Linked DNA regions of Mus musculus: region 1 is linked to region 2. A link is a contact called in public Micro-C data. All regions are on one chromosome and are shown on one strand. The core of a region is the stretch at or near the end of the contact, and the rest is flanking DNA. Distances in the headings are between cores, read along the strand shown.

Region 1 (3,663 bases), core at 43-2,542, 3.6 Mb after region 2:
ACACATTTGAGGAGGCATGATCGGAGGACCACAGCAACTGCTGCCAGATGGATGTCTCCTGAGGGACCGGAAAATTTCTCACCCTGAAGACAAAAGTCCCAGTTTTCTCGATTCAGCCCACGATCCAGCCCGCATCCTCTGCCACCACTTCCATGCCCATCTCCAGGCAGAATGCCACGGAGGCGACGTTAGAACAGAACTCATCCCTCTTGTCTGCCAACGCAACCCGCTCCGGTGCCAGAACACCAGGGGGTCGGGCGCTCGAACCCTGCCCCTCCCAGTTCCCCAGCAGCCCTGCACTGTCTCCACAGTGCAGGTTTGATTGGCTCCGCCCAGCCCTCTGTCACTCCTCAGTTGGCCTACGATTGGGTACCAGGCCGTGCGCAAGCGCAAACTCTCAGCCCCTCCAGGCCCCGGAGGGGAGTTGGCTCAGTCTATCACTGGGTCTTACACCAATTGGTTAGCAAGATGAGACGCCTTTTCATTGGTCAAGAGTGGTAGTCTAGAGTCCGGACTCACAATCTGATTGGCTACAGTGAATCCGAGCTTCCGCGCAGACACCCCCGCAGGCTGTTGCTGAGATGTTCTGGGGTCTCCCGACAGTGGGGGGCGGATCCGAGCTCCAGGTTTTCCAGGCGCCCAAGGCTGTCTACCAGCCCGGGGGGAGGAGCTCGGCTTACGTCAAACTCGACAAGGGCGGGGCTAGAGGGCGGGCCGGTGACGTCATCGGGCGCGGACCGGGTTTGCGTGTAGCCTGGGCGCCACGGACTAGCCGAGCTTCGATTTGCTTGTGTAACTCATGGCGGCGGCCCTTAAGGCTCACGTCGTTACGTATAACGGGATCAAGCCAAAGCTCTCCGAAGGCTGACAGGCTGAGTCATGTATGTCAGCCATAGGCCGGCCCGTCCTGAGGTCCCCAAGCACGGTGCGCACGGCTTCCTAAGCCCACGGTCCCTCCACCGTCACCTCCCGCAAACCCCCGAGCGTGGGCGTCTGACGTTGCCTGCCTTCGGGCGGAGGAGAGCGCGCAGACGCAGTACGGAGGCCGGTCAGGCTGGGTGTTGCCGGGTGTCGCGGAAGCCGGTCTTCTCTGGAGCGCGCGGACGGTCGCTAGGCGACGGCGCGAGGGGCGGGCTTTCTTATAGACCCCTCCCACCCGGCTGGCTCCGCCCCGGGCAGCGCTGCGGCTGGGCTCGGGCGCGCGCTCCAGCGCTGGGGAAGCGGCGGCGGCGGCGGCAGCAGCGGCGGCGGGAGCTGGGCGTGGAGGCGCGAGGGGCGGGGCGGGCGGCATTGCGGGCCCGCGGTTCGGGCGGCTCCGGCTCGAGGTCGAGCTCTGTTGCTGCTCTCGCCCTCGGGGCTGCATCGTCCTCCCGCTTGGCCCGCTCACAGGGCCGCGCACGACTCGTTCAGCTGCAGCCCCGCTGCCGGCGCCCGGGGCGCTGCCGCGGCCGTGAGCCGACGAGTCCGTAAGGGCGGCGGGGCCGCGGGGTCGGGGCGCGGCGCGCGGGCGCAGGTCTATGTCGCGGGCGGCGGCGGCGGCGGCGGCCGCGCAGGGACGATGCGCGAGTACAAAGTGGTGGTGCTGGGCTCGGGCGGGGTAGGCAAATCCGCCCTGACCGTGCAGTTCGTGACCGGCACCTTCATTGAGAAATACGACCCCACCATCGAGGACTTCTACCGCAAGGAGATCGAGGTGGACTCCTCGCCTTCGGTGCTGGAGATCCTGGACACCGCGGGCACCGAGCAGTTCGCGTCCATGCGGGACCTGTACATCAAGAACGGCCAGGGCTTCATCCTGGTCTACAGCTTGGTCAACCAGCAGAGCTTCCAAGACATCAAGCCCATGCGGGACCAGATCATCCGCGTGAAGCGGTGAGCAGAGCGGGGCACACGGGGCTCGGTGGCTGCGGCGATCCCGGTCCTTGGCTTGCCCGGGCTACACCACCTCCTCCAGGGGCTCAGATTTGTGGGCTTTGTTTCACAAGTGAAATTGGGCATCCTGTTAACCCTCAGCCCAGCCCTTTGTCTCTAGGACGTTGGTAGCGCTTCTTCGGGACCCTAGAAAGAACAAAGTTTCAAACTTGCAAGGAAAGAAGGGATGAGTAGGTGGGCGCTAGGGAAAGGGGAGCTGTCTTAGTGTAGGCACGCCTGTGAAGAGTGAGCGCGCGCTTAAATGCACCCGTAAGAGGTTTGACAGCCGAAATTTGTACATACATATCTTGTGACAGTGTCAATACTAAGTTAGGGGGGACCTTTCTCGTTGCGGAAAAGATTAAATGTTGCCAGGAGGTTGGCAGAAATGGATTAGTGCAAAACTTTAAAGACACATTGGCAAATAATTTGAAGACCACACAACATTCAGTTGGCTTGGCATATAGAAGCACACTTGTGACATTTACGCGGAGAGCGTGCAGATTCAGTTCTCTTTCTCTCTTAAAAGCTAGCCTCCTCATCCCCCCCCCGCACCCCCCCCCCGAAAAAAAAAAGAACAGGGAAGGAGGCTATTCTTGGAAAACAAACAGAAGTTTAGTCTGAGTTCTGGCTTGTGTATCAGCTAATTTAAAGTTAATGCAAAAAAAAAAAAAAAAAGAAGAAGAAGAAGAAGAAGAAGAAGAAGCAAACAAGCTTTTTCCTGATATAAAGTGTTCAAAGGATGTATTTTTGCATGTGGCTGGTGACCTGAATGCTTTTAGTGTTTGTTCTCTCTTAAGTTGATGCTATGCATTTTCCCCTTAACCTTTTAAATACTGAAAGTCTAACATGTTACTACAGAGTTCTGGCATCATTTTCTAGTTCTTCTTTACTGATAACGCTCCTCTCTGGTCCTTATTAACTAATACTACTGACAGTCTTCCAGGATTATTTTACCTGTAGCTACATTTGAAGTCACCATTGAAGGTTTAGGTAGAAACAATCACACTTATCCATCATTTGGGGTTTATACACTTCAGAGCTCAGAGCAAGTTATTTGTATTCAGGGAGTACTTAAAAATTCCTTCCAAGTGGTGTTTTTTTTTTTTTTTTTTTTTTTTTTTAGTGGTGGGTTTTTAACCCTGTACAGAGGTCAAAGGAAATGCCCTCTCCTCAGTGCCTGCTCCAGCCAGACTAGAAATTTCTGTATTCCCGCATTAAATTCCAAATCACAAAGCAGTGGCTATGATTATGATCTTTTCCCAAAGTTGGTGACACTGGTAGCCTTAACTTCTCTAGTGTTATTTTTTAGAAATGTGTTTCCTTGTGTGGTACACACGTGTGGGTGTGTTAATACGTTTGTCTCGAAGTTGTTTACAGATCATGATGTAAGTGCTGCAGTTGTCCCACCTTCACACCCAGTGCATGCCCACACGTCTGTGCTAAGATCCCCAATGGCATGGGCCACATCATGTCGGAGTTTCTGTTGGCTTCGTGTAGCTCACGTTTCTCAGTTATAATGATGGGCCAGTTTATTTACTAGAGCAGTCCGTTGGCATCTCAACCCAGGACAACAGACTGAGATTGGGATTCTATTCACCCAGGGTCACTAGTTGCAGCTCTTGATGTAAGAAGAGCAGTGATGAGCTGAGTTGAGTTGAGCAACTTCCTGTGGGGTAAATGTTGTGTCATTAGAGCCTCTCTGGACCCACTTTCTTTTTTTCTTCTTTTCTTTTCTTTTCTTTTTTTTCT
Region 2 (3,343 bases), core at 381-2,880:
GCCTTTTTGATGCATATGTGTTTGCCAGTGTACACAACCTTTGGTGTGTGCTCAGAATTGCTATCTACCTTCTTGAAAGTGTGTGTGTGTGCGTGTGTGTGTGTGTGTGTGTGTGTGTGTGTGTGTGTGTGTGTGTGTATGTGTTTCCAGAGGCCAGAGGGGTCAGATATCTCTGGAACTGGAATTACAGGAGTTTGTTTGTGAGCCATATTGTTGGGGAGCTGAGAATCAAACTCTTGTCCTCTCAAGAACAACATGTGATCTTAACTGCTGAGCCATCTATCCCTTCAGCCCCCTGACTACCTCCTTGGAGACTGACTGCAAATGGCTTAAAGCTCCTCAACTAGACTAGACTTCTTTCTGTTCCCTGAGCGCTAGCATTTTGTATGAACTTTTGAAGATGCGACAAGCAAGCACTCTATCACTCTATAAGGAGGATGACGGGCTAAAGAGGAGTTCTTGGAAAAGAAGATGTGCTGAACAATTCCGACAGTAACGAAGGTGCCTAGGATAGAGGCAAATGCAAGGATTTAGGCTCCAGGAGTCGCTCTGGTCACCAGTCATCAGGAAACCAGCATCCTGCAGATTTATACTTCAGTACTACAGAACTAGGCCTGACCCTGTACTGACTTCTCAGGAACTGGGAGACCAGTGTCCACAAGGCCTCACTACTGGATAGCATTTCTTTTCTTCTTTTTCTGATTGGTTAGTTTCAGGAGCTGTGGGTTTCAGGGCAGACTTAAGTATATTTGATCTCTGTGCTCATTAGCGTGAAGAAAGGCTCAGGAAGTTGGTTAAACCCGAATTTTCACTTGCATCCCATTTCACAGACTTCTGAGAACTTGGGAGAAAATGTTAAGGTTATAGTGTTTGAGAGAATCTGATGAGAGAAGATTACAACACCTTGTCCCTCCTGGGGTCCTGTTTCTTGCATGGCCAGCAGCCATTGTTTTATCTTCACATGCCCTAAGCCTAGTGATTTAAGAATCCAGTGTTTTGTAGGTGGAACCTCTCTCTCTCTCTCTCTCTCTCTCTCTCTCTCTCTCTCTCTCTCTCTCTCCTTCCCTCTTTGTGTGTATGTGTGTGTGTGTGTGTGTGTGTGAGAGAGAGAGAGAGAGAGAGAGAGAGAGAGCCGACAGGAGAGGAGTAAAGACCTATGGCCCTCTATCTGTTCTTAGGAAAAAACAAAACAAAACAAAACATTAAGATGAGCCGAAAGCAGCTACCACCTAGAGAGGTGGCTTTGGCCCCGTTCCTAGGTTTCTTTTCTGCTCATTTCTTCCCTGGCTTTGTGTTAGGTACACTGGGGCAAGAGCAACAATTGGAAATGCAATATTCTTTATCTCCAGAAAAATATAGCGTGATAACATTTACTCTCCTCAAACACTTTGTCTTTTTTGGTGGTTTGTTTATATCAGGAAAGGGAACATCTCGGAAGTGTGTGGAGGCCATAAAGTGATTGAGAAAATAGGGACCTTTTGCTGGTAATCTTTCCCCTCCTGCCTAGTGGCTCGCGATCCATTCCAGGTTTTGCGGCCGACTCTGCCTCTGAATTTCGGCTGTGCACTGGGTAGCACGTTTCTCCCTCTCTCCCTCCCCTCCTTTCTCCTTCCCTCTTGCCTCCTGTGTCAGTCTCCAGGATTTTCTCTCTTCCCATTTCAAGAAGACTCTCACTGGCTCCCTCAGTCTATGTGAAGCTGAGGTTTCCCCTCGATCCCGTACATCTCCATCACATACCTCCACGCACACACCTCCCCGAGAGCCCCGCGTTCACACCCACAAACACGCGCGCTCACACTCGCGCCGGCCTGTCCATCTCCCTCGGGGTGGGGGGAGCCGGCGCGCGGTCCCACCTTCGTCGCGCACACTGGATAGGCGAGCTCGCAGCGCTCCACGACTCTGCGGCTCGGAACTCGGACCGCAGGGCTGAACACCCCTACTGTGGTGTTTAAAAAAAAAAAAAGACATTTCTTTGCCTTTTCCTCTTTTCTCCTCTTTCTCCAACGATTTTCTACCGGAGTGGCTAGCGGAGCCGGCAGCCTTCCCAAGGCAGCCCTGGTTGGCTTGCCATCCTCCATCTGGCTTATAAAAGTTTGCTGAGTGCAGTCCAGAGGTCTGCGCGGCTCGTCCCCTCGGCTGGCGGAAGGGGGTGACGCTGGGCAGCGGCTAAGGAGCGCGCCGCAGGCTCTGGCGGGCTTTCGGCTCGAGGGGCAAGGTGAAGAGCGCACAGGGAGCTGGGGGCTGCCGAGGTGGACTTGCATGTTGCACCATGCCTTCTTGGATCCGGGCTGTGATTCTTCCTCTCTCCGGGCTGCTGCTGACCCTCCCGGCCGCGGCGGACGTGAAGGCTCGGAGCTGCAGCGAGGTCCGTCAGGCTTACGGTGCCAAGGGATTCAGCCTGGCGGACATCCCCTACCAGGAGATCGCAGGTAAGCGTGGGCCCCGGGCCCGCTGCAGCCCCGAGAGGCGGCGGGGCGCCCTCTCCCTACCCCCTGTTGCTCAGTTGGTGCTCACTTTCTGCGGGTACCTCCCAGGGACCCCGCGTCCCTGCATCCAGGCGGCGGAGGCTGATCCCGTTTTTCGGGCGGGAGGAAGGTGTGCGTGCCCGCCGCCTCATTGTGTGCACACGCGGGAGCACCCTCGTCCCTCGCCCCTCTCTCCCTGCATTTGCTCCCGCGCCCTGCTACCTCCGTGGCTGGCCTAGAGCCTGGCCCGGCCGCTGGAGCAAAGGACGGTGGAGTGAGGACGGCTAGCGGAGGCAGAAAGCGGAGCCGGGCGCCCATAGCATCCCCCTCGCTGGGGCAAACTTGGGAGAACTGCGGCCGCAGTTTGCTCAGCGCCACCGTCTGAGTGGCGCCTTCTCCACTCCCGCCTTCGCGCCGGCGGGGGCGGTGGAGAGACGCGGAGATTCCCCTACTCAAGCTCTCTGCTCTCCAGGTCCTTTCCAGGGACTGGGCGCCCGGCTCCTGGGCTGGGGACGGGCCACTAAGGGGACCCATTGCTCGGGTCTCTAGGATCTGCACGTTGGAGTCCCGAGGCAGTTGGAGGAGGTGTCTTAGTACTCTGTCTGCTTCAGATTTGGGGCGGACTTTCCCATTAGGGTGCCCCAGTGCTTCCCGGACTGCGGTTGGTCACTCGGGCTGAGGAGACAACCGGGCCACCCGGCGTGGCGCCGGGTCCCGAGCATGGCCTCCCGCTCTGGCCGGCTGGTGCACGCGGAGCCAACTTAAGCAAGTGACCCGATGGGGGCGTTCGTCTCCGGGGTCTGCACTTCAGGTTCTCCGGCTCTCCTGGTCACAAGCATTCCTTCCTCCCGAGCTCTCGAGCCCCCACCCTCTGCCGG

Evidence for each region. A called contact is a pair of places that touch in the nucleus more often than the background predicts.
Region 1: a Micro-C map of embryonic stem cells shows a contact between it and region 2, with 11 times the contacts expected there. The contact joins the promoter of Rap2a here to the promoter of Gpc6 in region 2. A contact is called at or near these places in 2 of 484 Hi-C or Micro-C datasets (embryonic stem cells and uterus).

The regions. Positions count from the first base shown.
Region 1 is chr14:120,477,169-120,480,831 of GRCm38.p6, forward strand. It overlaps Rap2a (RAS related protein 2a), which reads left to right and starts at 1,293. Exons shown (of 2, transcript NM_029519.3): 1 at 1,293-1,872. The coding sequence starts at 1,559.
Region 2 is chr14:116,923,667-116,927,009 of GRCm38.p6, forward strand. It overlaps Gpc6 (glypican 6), which reads left to right and starts at 1,631. Exons shown (of 9, transcript NM_011821.3): 1 at 1,631-2,429. The coding sequence starts at 2,270.